Linked DNA regions of Sus scrofa: region 1 is linked to region 2. Evidence: chromatin contacts called from public Hi-C data. All regions are on one chromosome and are shown on one strand. Each heading gives the region's core, a stretch centred on a gene start, on an enhancer-like site or on the middle of the called end of the contact. The rest is flanking DNA. Distances are from core to core; before and after follow the strand shown.

The links. A called contact is a pair of places that touch in the nucleus more often than the background predicts.
Region 1: a Hi-C map of skeletal muscle shows a contact between it and region 2, with 4 times the contacts expected there. The contact joins the enhancer-like site here to the promoter of ARF4 in region 2. A contact is called at or near these places in 2 of 47 Hi-C or Micro-C datasets (heart right ventricle and skeletal muscle) and 2 of 2 datasets of contacts at active chromatin or transcription factors (alveolar macrophages and skeletal muscle).

The regions. Positions count from the first base shown.
Region 1 is chr13:39,686,641-39,692,628 of Sscrofa11.1, reverse strand. SLMAP (sarcolemmal membrane-associated protein) reads right to left here. Exons shown (of 21, transcript XM_021069059.1): 13 at 1,469-1,549; 14 at 1,143-1,202. Among named protein-coding and RNA genes, the nearest start is that of FLNB, 100 kb to the left of the region's middle. Within about 2 kb of position 3,663, at least 9 of the 83 cell types and tissues checked have an H3K27ac peak or open chromatin away from gene starts, as enhancers often do. A contact at or near this core is called in skeletal muscle, where this site is marked.
Region 2 is chr13:39,425,627-39,431,745 of Sscrofa11.1, reverse strand. It overlaps ARF4 (ADP ribosylation factor 4), which reads left to right and starts at 1,569. Exons shown (of 6, transcript NM_001048072.2): 1 at 1,569-1,976. The coding sequence starts at 1,910.

The sequences.
Region 1 (5,988 bases), core at 2,414-4,913, 260 kb before region 2:
AAAAAAAATATATTAAAAAAAAATAGGTTGGCAATTGGTTGCCTGGGTCAGTAATGTGCAGGGTTTCCCTTGGTAAGGAAATCCAATCAAAGGTGGCTCAAAGAGCCATGTGAGCTTCAGAAGGCAGGGGGAAGAAAAGAGAACGCCATGATGCACAGACAAAGGAACTCTAAAAGAATCTGTGTAATCTTTTGTTAACCACCTCCAATCTCAATCATTATATAACTAGGACAGCAGCAAGGCCATGCAGCGTGAAACTACGGCTTCCCTATGTAATCCAAAACTTAAGAGTCTGGGTTGGGAGATCCCTGAACAGCCCAGCTAAAAGTAAAGACATTTCTATACAAAGAAACCTCCAAAGGCTGCTCTTACTGCTGATTTCAGAGAGTTGCCTGGTACTGGTCCACTGTTACCAAAATGCTTAAACTACTTAGCTGAATTTATATGTGAACTTTTCTTGTGTACAATAAGGTAATTATAAAAGAGACCAAATGCTGATAATCACAAGTTCATCAATAAGCCATGTCAAGGCATTAATGCTAATTTAGTTCCTACCCTTTTCATTCTAAACAAGTAAATATCAAGAAATAAATGTACTTCTTAGTGAGAAATTAGACAAGTGAAAGAGTTTATTATATGCACTGCTCATCTTAATCTCAGTCAAAATTTCCAGAAGAGACCTAAGAATTTGGAGATATTATTAGAGGATGAGGTGCACCAGAAAATGAAGAAATTTACAACTGCTACCGTATAATAACAGAGCAAAGAACAGGTGGTTCTTTCAGGAAAGTTAATATTTTTATCTCTTTCTAATTTACACTAAAAGTGGTAATAAGTTTCTATCAGAGACATCAAGGTAAACAGAAAAAAAAACACAGCTGCATTTCATATTCTATCAGTTATTGCTTTGCCCTTCATATAACTTTGATTGATACAGATTATTTTACAATTTAAATGTTTTTCTTTAAAGCATTGGCACCAACATTAACATTTTAAATTTTAGTTTCTGCCACTTTAGAGCACCTATCTTAATCTTTTAACTAAAACTTAAAACTTCATATAATACATGGAATTGATTTTGTGGCAAAGAGTGAATCTGATGCCCTGATTTAAAGTGTCATAAAAACATGTTAATAAAGTACCTTTTAATAGGGACACTTTAGCAAGGGGTTCATTTAGATCTTGCTCATCCATTTGGGCGTCTATAAGGAGGGGAGAAAAGATAATTATGAACAGTAAGCTCTGTATCAACGAGTTTTCACTATCAAAATAAAAAAGTGAAATTTATACAGCTATAATATTTGGAACATTGAAAGTACTTTAAAAATTTATCCAAGATTCAAGGAAGTGATTTCCTTTCTACTCCAAACACAAACTGACATCTCCACCCACACTAACCTTTGTATTTAAACTGCTTCATAGGTAACAAAAATATCTGCAAATTTATAAACATCTGGTTAAAACTCACCCGTAGTGTCGTCACTACTTTTCTCCTTGCTTGGACTCAAAGTATCTGATAAATCAGATTCCTTTGCTCTTGCCTGGTTTTCTAATTAGGAAAAAGATAAAAGCAGAATCTCATTACAATTGAAATCGCTTATATCAATAAAAGTGCTTTAGGCTGTGTGTGCTCTAAATCTACTGCTATGCAAAATACTTTTAAAATTAACTGAGGTCACTGAATCTCTTACTTCTTTACCATTCCAGTCCAAAATGGAATGATGGTTGTTACATGAAGCTCACATAAAATTATAATGTGGATCATGACTCCTGTGCAGAGGGGTGGGGCTTTTGTTCAAGACTGTCCACTGGCCAACTGGGAACAAAAATGAAGCAAGCTATGCTAAAGTACTCAGACAACTGCAACAAATACTGTAAAATGGCCAGGACAATGTGGGCATTGTATGAAAACAATGAAAGGAAATGATTCTATTATATAAAAACACCAGTTAGGTTGCCTTAGTAATATTCACATTCATAATAAAAACTCTTTTAAAATTCACCATTATTTTCTATCAAAGTAACATTTAAAACAAGAAAATTAACAGCCATTTATATCTAAAGAAAATACAACTGTACCTGAACCACAAGAGAAAACCTCAAAATAAAGTTTTGAAGTTATTTATTTGTAAATGGTGTGCCGCCTGATCCGATGAAGATATCCTAAGCCTGACTTTCAATGAACTGCTCTCAAAAATCCTAAATACAAGGCTAACAATTTATTAAAGATGACTGGCAGTTAATTAGAGTCAGGCCGTAAATCCTCATCTGCAATGGTACATCTGTATATACTATGCCATGCATTAAGACAGCACTTAAAGAGATGGTCACTCCTCTGGCCATTGTCCTCTAGCATCTCCCCATTCTCCTTAAGACCTTGGCCATCACAAGGCCTCAGCCAAGCTTTATACCTTGGAGTTTAGCCATAACCTGGCCCTGCATTACTTCTCTCATGAGCTCTGCTTCAGTCTGGTCAGCCTCTTTACAGCTCTGAGGCATTCCAGCTCATCATGGCCTGCAACTCTTTGCTTGAGTTACTATTTCCCTGAATTCAAGGACATTCTCTCTACTTAGCCTATTCATTCTGTAAGATACTGTCTAAGTCCTATTACCTCTAAGGAAGTCTTCATTTCTCCAGCATTTTGCTCCTTACTATATCTTCTTGGGACTTTTTTTTTGCAATTAATCATGTTTTATTTTATATCATTCTCTGTGTGTACATATATCTAGTTTCCTTAGTGAGATTATAAATGCACTAAGCGTATGATTATTTTTATAATGTTATGAACCTGACTATGCTGTTTGTGGTAATCCATATCAAAAATTAAATGTGCATATCCACTTCTTGTACTTTTCCTAAGGAAATAATAAGGCAATATATAGTATAGCATATATACATAAGGATGGTCAAGATATATTTACTACTATTAAGTAAAAATAAAGTCTGTTAAACTGTATGACTTCCGTTTAGATTGAAAATAGCTACACATCTCGCTATGATTTTTTTTTTTAAGGGCTGACCTGCGGCCTGTGAAAGTTCCTAGGCTAGGGATCGAATCGGAGCTGCAACTGCTGGCCAGAGCCACAGCAACGCCAGATCCAAGCTGCATCTGTGACCTACACCACAGCTCACGGCAATTCCAGATCCTTAACCCACTGAGTGGGGCTAAGGATTGAACCTGCGTTCTCATGGATGCTAGTCAGGTTCATTACTGCTAAGCTACAATGGGAACTCCTAGCTATGAATTTTTTACTGTATACCTTTATTCAAATCTAGAAGGATCCTACAATAGATATGCCAATTACCATTTCTGGAAGTAGGGGTACACATTTATTTTCTAACTTCACAGAGTTAAACATTGAAAAATTAGAGTGAACATACACTGTTTTCATAATCAACTAAATCAAGAGATATTTGCCATTTTGAAAGTAATCAGAAACATGTGTAAATCATCACTGTCAAAACATTTGATACAACATTAAAATATAACTTATTACTGTTATTCCATATAAGAATACCCTAGAATTTGTGGCTTAACTTGTGAAATGAGTGATGAACACAAGAAGCCTTTTGCTTCTTTTCTCACTGCCATTTCTAGTCTAAGGCCAACTGCTCAGAGACAGGGAGCTTAGATTAGAACTGAAGTCACTGACCACTGAGACCCATGGGAATCTAATTTGTGACCTCTGGTGCACTCATAGTGTGTTACAGTCTGACAGTTCTGAATGTACTAGTTTTGATTACCAAGTTACAGTCTCAAATAAGGCAGATTAATGCATCTTATCTATATGTAGATAGAACAGAAACTGCTCTGTGGGAACAAAAAGGAAAAGACAAAAATGACTCGTTTCTAATTTTAATATCCTTGGCAATTTTATGATAAAAATATTGAGGTAAACCAAGAGGAATGTATTTTCAAAAGTATTCTCAGGCTTAGAAGGAACTTTTATCATATTTAGAGTAGTAGCCAAGAAGGTAAAATTGTCTTAAGGTGGGACCAAATCCTTCATTAAGATCTTAGAAGAATATACGTTCCATGAGGGCAGTAATTTTTGTCTATTTTGTTAACTGCTATACCCGCATTTCATATATACAGTAGGTGCTCCAAAAAGAGGATTAGTAAAGACAGTTCTACTTTGAGTAAGAAGGCAAATTTTTAGCAAGTCATGTCATGTCCATCATTGTGTCCTAATACTCTGCCTTATGGAGGCAAACCAAATCTACTCAATATGAAAACAAAGGACACAACAAATGAGTGCTAGAGTCTACTTTTCAAGATACTTACTCTTCAGCTTTGAAGCAGCACCCAACTCTCCAGTCTTAAAAAAGTCATTACTAGTTGATTTTTTTTCTGCAGTACTTAATAAATATATATACCAACAGTATAAATAAATAAATGGAAGAATAGCTACCAACATCAATACCAAAACTATTCCCAAACTGAGAAGTCTACAATAAAGTGATGATCTTCACCATATCCTCAAGCAGACATAATGCTGGATGGAAAAAACAAACATCTGGCCTTAGATTACTTCCTACAACCCTGGAACCATTACTTGCAAAGAAAGCAATGTTAAGGATCAGTTGGGGGTGGGGGGAGAACTAACAACTCTTGGACAACAGAATAGTGTTTCCTGCATTGTAAGTAGTATTTCATTAAATTCCTACAACATCCTATAAGTTAAATACTGTCAATCCCATTCTACAAATGAGGAAACTGAGGTTTAAAGAGCTAAGTAAATTGTCTGAGGGCACAAAGCTAGCTACTGGTAGAACCTGGAATTGTAAGCTGCTATTGACCTACTCCATATTCTTTCTACTTCCACCCCTGAATCTATTGTAAACATATAATGACTGCAAGTCATTAGGGCTTGAAGAAAAAGCTTATGCAACTTATGATTACATTTTACATTAGCTAAAATATCTGGAGGAAATACTACTAAAATTCATACTAGTTGGTAATTGGCAATTTCTAACAACTGGTATTTTCAAGGTAGAAAATCCCATTATAGGAGTTCCCGTCGTGGAGCAGTGGTTAGTGAATCTGACTAGGAACCGTGAGGTTGCGGGTTCAATCCCTGGCCTTGCTCAGTGGGTTAAGGATCAGGTATTGTCGTGAGCTGTGGTGTAGGTTGCAGACTCGGCTCAGATCCTGTGTTGCTGTGGCTCTGGCGCAGGCCGGCGGCTACAGCTCCAATTCGCCCCCAAGCCTGGGAACCTCCATATGCTGCGGGAGCAGCCCAAGAAATGGCAAAAAGATTAAAAAAAAAAAAAAAAAGAAAAAAAAAAGAAAAAGAAAATCCCATTACAAAATCTCCAACAAAAGCAAAAAAAAAAAAAAAAAAATCCAGTAAAGCCCAAAAGAAAATACTTTATAGCCAGATCGAAAGAATTTAAAATGTAACCTATTTTGGCTATCTAATTTGTTACAAGGACTAGCGTACCTCTGCATGCTAACTGTGAGAAATACCAGTAAAATGTTAACTAACTGCTGATAGACAAATCTCTGGGTATGTAAAACTTATATCTGTGTTTTCATGAATAAGGGATGTATTCTATTCACTTTCACGGACTTACTTGCTATAATTTATTAAATAAATGCCCTTATTATTGGATGCTTGTTTTCTTTTTAAAAAAACCACTGAAATAAATGCCCTTGTACATTTGTCCAATTTGTTCCTTAAGATAACAACTCAGAAGTGAAACTGCTAGGTCAAAAAGCATGTACTTTAACCTTTCAGTATTTACTTTACAGCCAGATTTCAAAAGGAAATCATAAAATTTTCTTTTTTAATAATGATTTCAAGGAAATATATTCTAATTCAGAATGAGTTAAATAGAAGCTCTAAGGTAGCAAGACACTTTTCTTTAACTAAAAGAAGCACTGGTTTTTTTCTAAGACTCTATTTGCACATCAAAGTGTTGGCTATTACTAAACCAACTAATCTTAATAGGTATTAGGTGGTGAAGTAAAAGCTATTTTAAAA
Region 2 (6,119 bases), core at 320-2,819:
ACACACACACACACACACACACACACGGAAAATCTACATTTTTACCTTTCCTTACAGTACTTAGTCATTATTTGGCCTTTTTCAGTAAATGTATCTTAGCGATCTTTTCATTAGATTTACAGTTCTACATCATCCTAAACTCCTGAGAATACTGCACAGTATGGAGATACTACAGTTTGTTTATCTATCCCACCATCATTCAACCATATTTGAGAGTCATGGTGTGCCAAGTCCATTGCAAACAACACAGAAAAACAAACTAGAGTTTGGCCCGTTTACCGTTTTCACACAAGGGGGTAAAGGGAAGAGGGTTGTCAACAGTAATATTGAATGCGAAATCCTAACTATGAAGAGTGGTTATGATTTTTTAAAGCCTGAGTAATTTATCTAGTTGGAAGCTCAAGAATGTATTTTCCAACGCAGTTAAACTCTAACCAGATCTAAATGGTTGGTGAGGAGGTCCCACTGTGGCACAATGGGATCTGATCCCTGGCCTGGTAACTCCATATGCCTGCTTAGGCCAGCCAAAAAATTACAAAATAATAATAATAATGATAAAAAAAAAGATAGGGAGCATGACTTAATACTAAACGGCACCAACAGTATAGAAGAAACCCATAGGAGGTGGGGAGGTTGCTCTTTTATACATCTTTTTTTGCAAATTGTATACCTTACTTTGGAAAACATTAAGATCTTTTTTTTTTTTCTTTTTTTTTATTTGGAGGGCTGCACGCACAGCATATGCAACTTCCCAGGCTAGGGGTGGAAATGGGAGCTGCAGCCGCGAGCCTCAGCCACAGCCACAGCAACGAACGCTGCAGCTCATGGCAACGCCAGACCACTGAGCAAGGCCAGGGATCCAACCTACATCCTCATGGATACTACCTGAGCTCGTTACAGCTGAGCCACAATGGGAACTTCTAAGATCATAAATATTTTTGAACTGAGGAGTCTTTCCACTTCCTCAACATAAGGGATAAATCTTCCATGCTTGTTCTAGGAAAGATTAAAAAAAAAAAAAGCAAGCCCTTCAAATTGGCTCCTCTTTAAAAGCTGCAATAGTCTACAAAAAAGTCTCGGAGCTCTCCTCTAGACATAGGATTAGGATTAGGTAGCGTCAGTGGGACCTGGCGGCAGGCTTTTAACAACTTATCTTCTGGGAAAACTGGGCCTGTCTTCACTCCTCCATTAGGGCAAGTGTCTGGTCCCGTGGGTGAAATATGTACCTCCGTGGCACCAGGAAATCTTTAGCGCGTTGCGTAGAAAAAGACGCCCAAAGGGCGAAAAGAACGGAGGCTTACTACCTAACCCACAATGCACAGCTCGCCTTTCCGGAATCAAGGAATACAACTTCCAGGATGCATTTCTCTAAACAGAAACGTCTCTCCTCGAGTCTGATTGGAAGTGACGAAGCGAGGCATTGTGGGATTGTATTTGTCGCCCAGTACACAGTGGCTCACAGGCCTCGCCTAGATCCAGGAGCCACGTCCGGGGGCTGACGCTGGCCAGAGGCGCACGTCAGCGAAGACGGCCAATCCCTTTCGTGCGCAGGCGCAGTGGTTCGGGTAGCACCGGAAGCGCAGGGGGATGGGGCGGCGGTGACGCGATTCTGTCCGCGTTGGAGGGGCCGGGCCGCTGCCGAAGTCGCCGCGGCTGCCGCGTGACGTGGCACAGGCGAAGATTTAACGCCAGAGCCGGAGCTGCCCCGCCAGTCGTCGAGCAGGTCCTTGCCCCGCTAATTTCTGTCCCGGGGCTTCGTCCGACACGCCGGCTAGCGAGCTGTCCCTGCCGCGCTCTTTCTGCCTTAGCTCCTCTTCGCCCTCTGACTTTGCCAGGAGCGTGAAAGGAGAAGGCCCGGGGACGCCCCAAGCCCCTTCTGCTCCTGCCCATTGCAAGTGCCATTACCGCCATGGGCCTCACCATCTCCTCCCTCTTCTCCCGCCTCTTCGGCAAGAAGCAGATGCGCATTTTGATGGGTGAGTTAGGGCCTGAGGGATGAGGCCAGGCCTCGGTGGGGCGGCCGGGTCTCTACGCTCTGGGCGGCCTTGGGGCCTGTTTTTTTCTCCCCGTCTGCTGTAGTGGGGGAGGGGTGGGGGTCGGGAAGAATTCTTAAGGGGGAACAATGGGGCGAAGGATGGGCGGTCGCCCCATCTGTCGGGGAGGCTGGAAAGGGGCCGCGGGCAAGGTTTCCTCCTGGGTTTAGTTTTCTCTCGATCCTACTGAAAGCCCGACGGAATTGGGCGGAGATGTGAGGTTAGCGAACTGTCGAATCTCGCAGAGCCCGGAAGATATTGGCGCGGCCCATTCTGAGAATGCGATCTGATTCTGCTCTTCCCCGGGTGTGGGCAGCAGTTTAGCCTTCCTCCTCCCTCTTTCTGCCCCGTGTACACACTTTTCACCCTCCTTTGGTATGTGAGCGAGCGGTCGCCCGGAGCCGGCCGGTGCAGGAAGTGACCAGCCCCAGTACAGTGGCAGGCGAGCGAACACCCAAGGTTTTAGTAGAGTCCGGAGTCCTCTGCGCTCTCTTCGCTAAACTTTGCTTCGCTCTGGATTCTGCTTCACGTTTTTTTGTTTTTGTTTTTGTTTTTTGTTTTTTTCCTATTAATGTTCCTGAAAATTGAGTTTATCATGAATGTTTCTTTTAGCCACGCTCTTTGGTTTACTCTCTTTGATTTTCAGACCACGTAATTTTTGTCCAGCTGGTGAAGATTTAATGGAAAATAAATTAGAAACTAAATTCTTTTAAAGTGCTAACACATTTTCAGTAAGTGAACATAATGACGCTTAATTTTAGGGTCGCCTTGTTAAAGAGTAATTACGAAGGTGTTTTAAAAAATTCTTAGGGAAAACGGGCTTTTTAAAAATTGCTTTTTAGGGTCCGATTTTTGCTCTGCTGAGGGAGAAGGGACTTGTTAGTCGAGTGATGTAAGCAACGTCTTCCCCATAGTACTATGAGTAGTCTCTACATCACCGCTAAGCTTTTTGCACCTGAATAATGCTATAAGGCGCCCCTCTAACTTGTAACATTGAAATCTGTTGGTTTATTAGATTGTTTTCTAGAGAAGTTGGGAGGTTTTACTTGAAAGTTTTCCAAAGCAAAATTCCGTAATATTTCAAGGTATTTGAAGATTGAGGGTATGCACATTTGGTTCTTTTTTCACTTTCCTCTTATTCCTGCTTCAAAATCCATAAAACAAATGTTGATGATTCACTCACAAAGATTAATTCAAAATGTTTACTCTCTCATAGTTTGTCAGACTTCATTTATGAAAATGACAATTATTTTAGGAATGCAAGCATATTATTTAAGCTTTAAAAGTAATTGAAAATTGACAGTTTAAAAAAGGCTCTGAAGTCAGTGGGAGAACTTTGAACTGTGATAAATGAATTTCCAGCCTGTTCTGTTCGTGGAGTTGTAGTGCGTTGTATTTGAAATGTAGTATGTAATATTTTACTTAAGATTTATTGTAAATAAATTGCTGTTTTTCATTGTCTTAGTCTTTTGTGATGGCTGCAAGTTTCAGAGGGAGAAGAAAGGTAGAATAATGCTATAAACATTTTCCTATGTTTACTATATTAGGGGAGCATTTCTCCCCCTTACCCCCAGAAATAATGATTGAAAGAAAATGGAACAAGGAAAGTATTTAATTTTGTGCATTTGTGCAGGGAATAGAAATTATGATTTGAAATTATTCGTTCATATTAAATGTTATATTACTCAGGTTTGCCATTCTTGTTTTGCACTTGAATTTGGGATAATTAGATTTCCTTGATTAAAAATGTAATAGTCACAAGGTCAACTTTTATGAACTCATCAAGTGCGGTATAACTGAATGGGGGATATGTATATGGATAGTGAAATAAGTGACTTGGAAGTTTGATAATTCTTAGATTTTTGTATCTAGCTTTACAAATGATGGCATGAATAATTGATCACTCTTAATGTGTCTGCCCCATCCAAATATTGGAATTACCAATTAATGACTTTTTTCCATATTAATCTTCTTTGGCAGGCATGTAGTCTTCCTTTTTCTTTCTATGGTTTATGTAAACTTCATACCTTCTTGAGTCTGTGGCATTTTCAGGTTTTACCATTTTAAAGTGTTCTTGAAAGACAGCAGTTAGTTAATGTCTGATTTGCAAAATTACTGTGAATAAGCTTTAAATTTTATTCGTACACATGCTGTCTCCCAAATCTAAGTATTTTAAAAAGGTGTTTGAAGTTGCAGCTTATAGTAAACTAATTAAAAAATTAAAAGTTGATAACCATCGAGTCTAAAATTATTTAAGCTATAGATTGATAGAAATTGTGTAGGTTTTTTTTTTTTTTCCCCTCCTTTTTTCTTTTTGGGGCCGCACCTGTGGCATATGGAGGTTCCCAGGCCTAGGGGTCGAATTGGAGCTGTAGCTGCTGGCCACAGCCACAGCAGCTCTGACCCAAGCCACCTCTGTGACCTACACCACAGCTCACGCTGGATTCCAATCCACTGATCAAGGCTAGGGAAGGAACCCGAAACCTCATAGTTACTAGTTGGATTCATCTCCGCTGTGCCAAAATGGGAACTCCTGTAGGTTTTTGAAAAAGAAGAAATCACTCATGTGAGTGATACTATTGAACCTAAATTGTAAGACAGCTGGTTTCCACCTTAGATTTCTCATGTAGCCCTTCATGGTCCTGTTTTAAGTCTAATCTCCATATTTTGACTATGATAAGATGTAATTTTAGTAAATGACTCCCCAGATTTTGTTTATTTTTGAAAACAGTATGTTCTGTAGAGGAATTACTCATTCTCTCTTTGAACTTGCAGGTTTGCTTGTTGAAAAGCTTAAAAAGTATTGCTTTCTAAAAGATTGCTAATACCAGTGTAGTTTTGTGTTGTTTTACATGTGACTGTGGCTTTTTGGGACCAGAGAGGTTCAGGAGGAAGGATCCTTCGCCAATTTGAAAAAAAAATTAACTGTGTGTGTGTGTCTGTTTTTTTTTTTTTTGTTTTTGTTTTTGTTTTGGTCTTTTTGTTTTTACGGCTGCCCTGGCGGCATGTGGAGGGTTCCAGGCTAGGGGTCAAATCAGAGCTGTTGCTGCTGGCCTACACCATAGTCACAGCAACACTGATCTGAGCCGCATGTTTGACTTCCACCACAGCTCATGGCAATGCCAGATCCTTAACCCACTGAGCAAGGCCAGGGATTGAACCCGTCCTCATGGATACTAACCGGGTTCATTAACCCACTGACCCACGACGGGAACTCCAAATTCACAATATTTTAAAGTGAGTAGTGTTTCATACTCTTTCCCTAGCATATTTTATAAATGCACATATTACGTATTTTAAATTTTTGGCCTTGATTCTAAACATAATATGTCCTTTCTGTTAAATTTAGAAAACATGAAAAAGAATAGAGTGATAATTACTTACAATTCCACCATTCCACTATTAATATTTGTTATATTTACTCTCAGCCTTTAAGAGGAGGTTTTTGTTTCTCCAAAAGTTGTCCTCGTGATATATAGCTTTGTGTTCTTTTCGATTTGCTTTATTGTGACCATTTTCTCAGGTCATTAATTGAAAACATAATCGCCAGCCTTTTTTAAAAAGGGGAGGGGGTTTTTCTGATTAGTTATGTGATAGAGGGAAACAATAGACAAAGCAAAAATCCCTAGCTTCATGCCATTGGAAGTTGGTACAGCCACTCTTTTAAGTGTGCACTCTAGCATTATTATGAAGTAAGACTAACAAAGACTGATAATTTGCTACTAATTAACACATTGATCAAAGTGCAGATATTCCTGATCTTTTGGGTAAAAGCAAAACCCAATGTCATTATAATTTTGCTATATACCTAGTAGTGTCTTTTAAGTTTTGTTGGTCAAACCTCTGAGAAATTAGCTAAAATATAAGGATACTGTGTGTCTACCAGAAAAACCTATGGGCAGATTATTTGAGAGCTCAGACATCAGACCTAGGATTTATTTTGTGTGTGTTTTTTTTAACTAAAAAAAACTGAGATGTAATTCACATGATTCATTTCTTTAAAGTGTACAATTCAGTGGTTTTTGTGTCTTCACAAAGTCCTGTAACTATTACCACTATCTTAATTCAAAAATACTTTCATCAGCC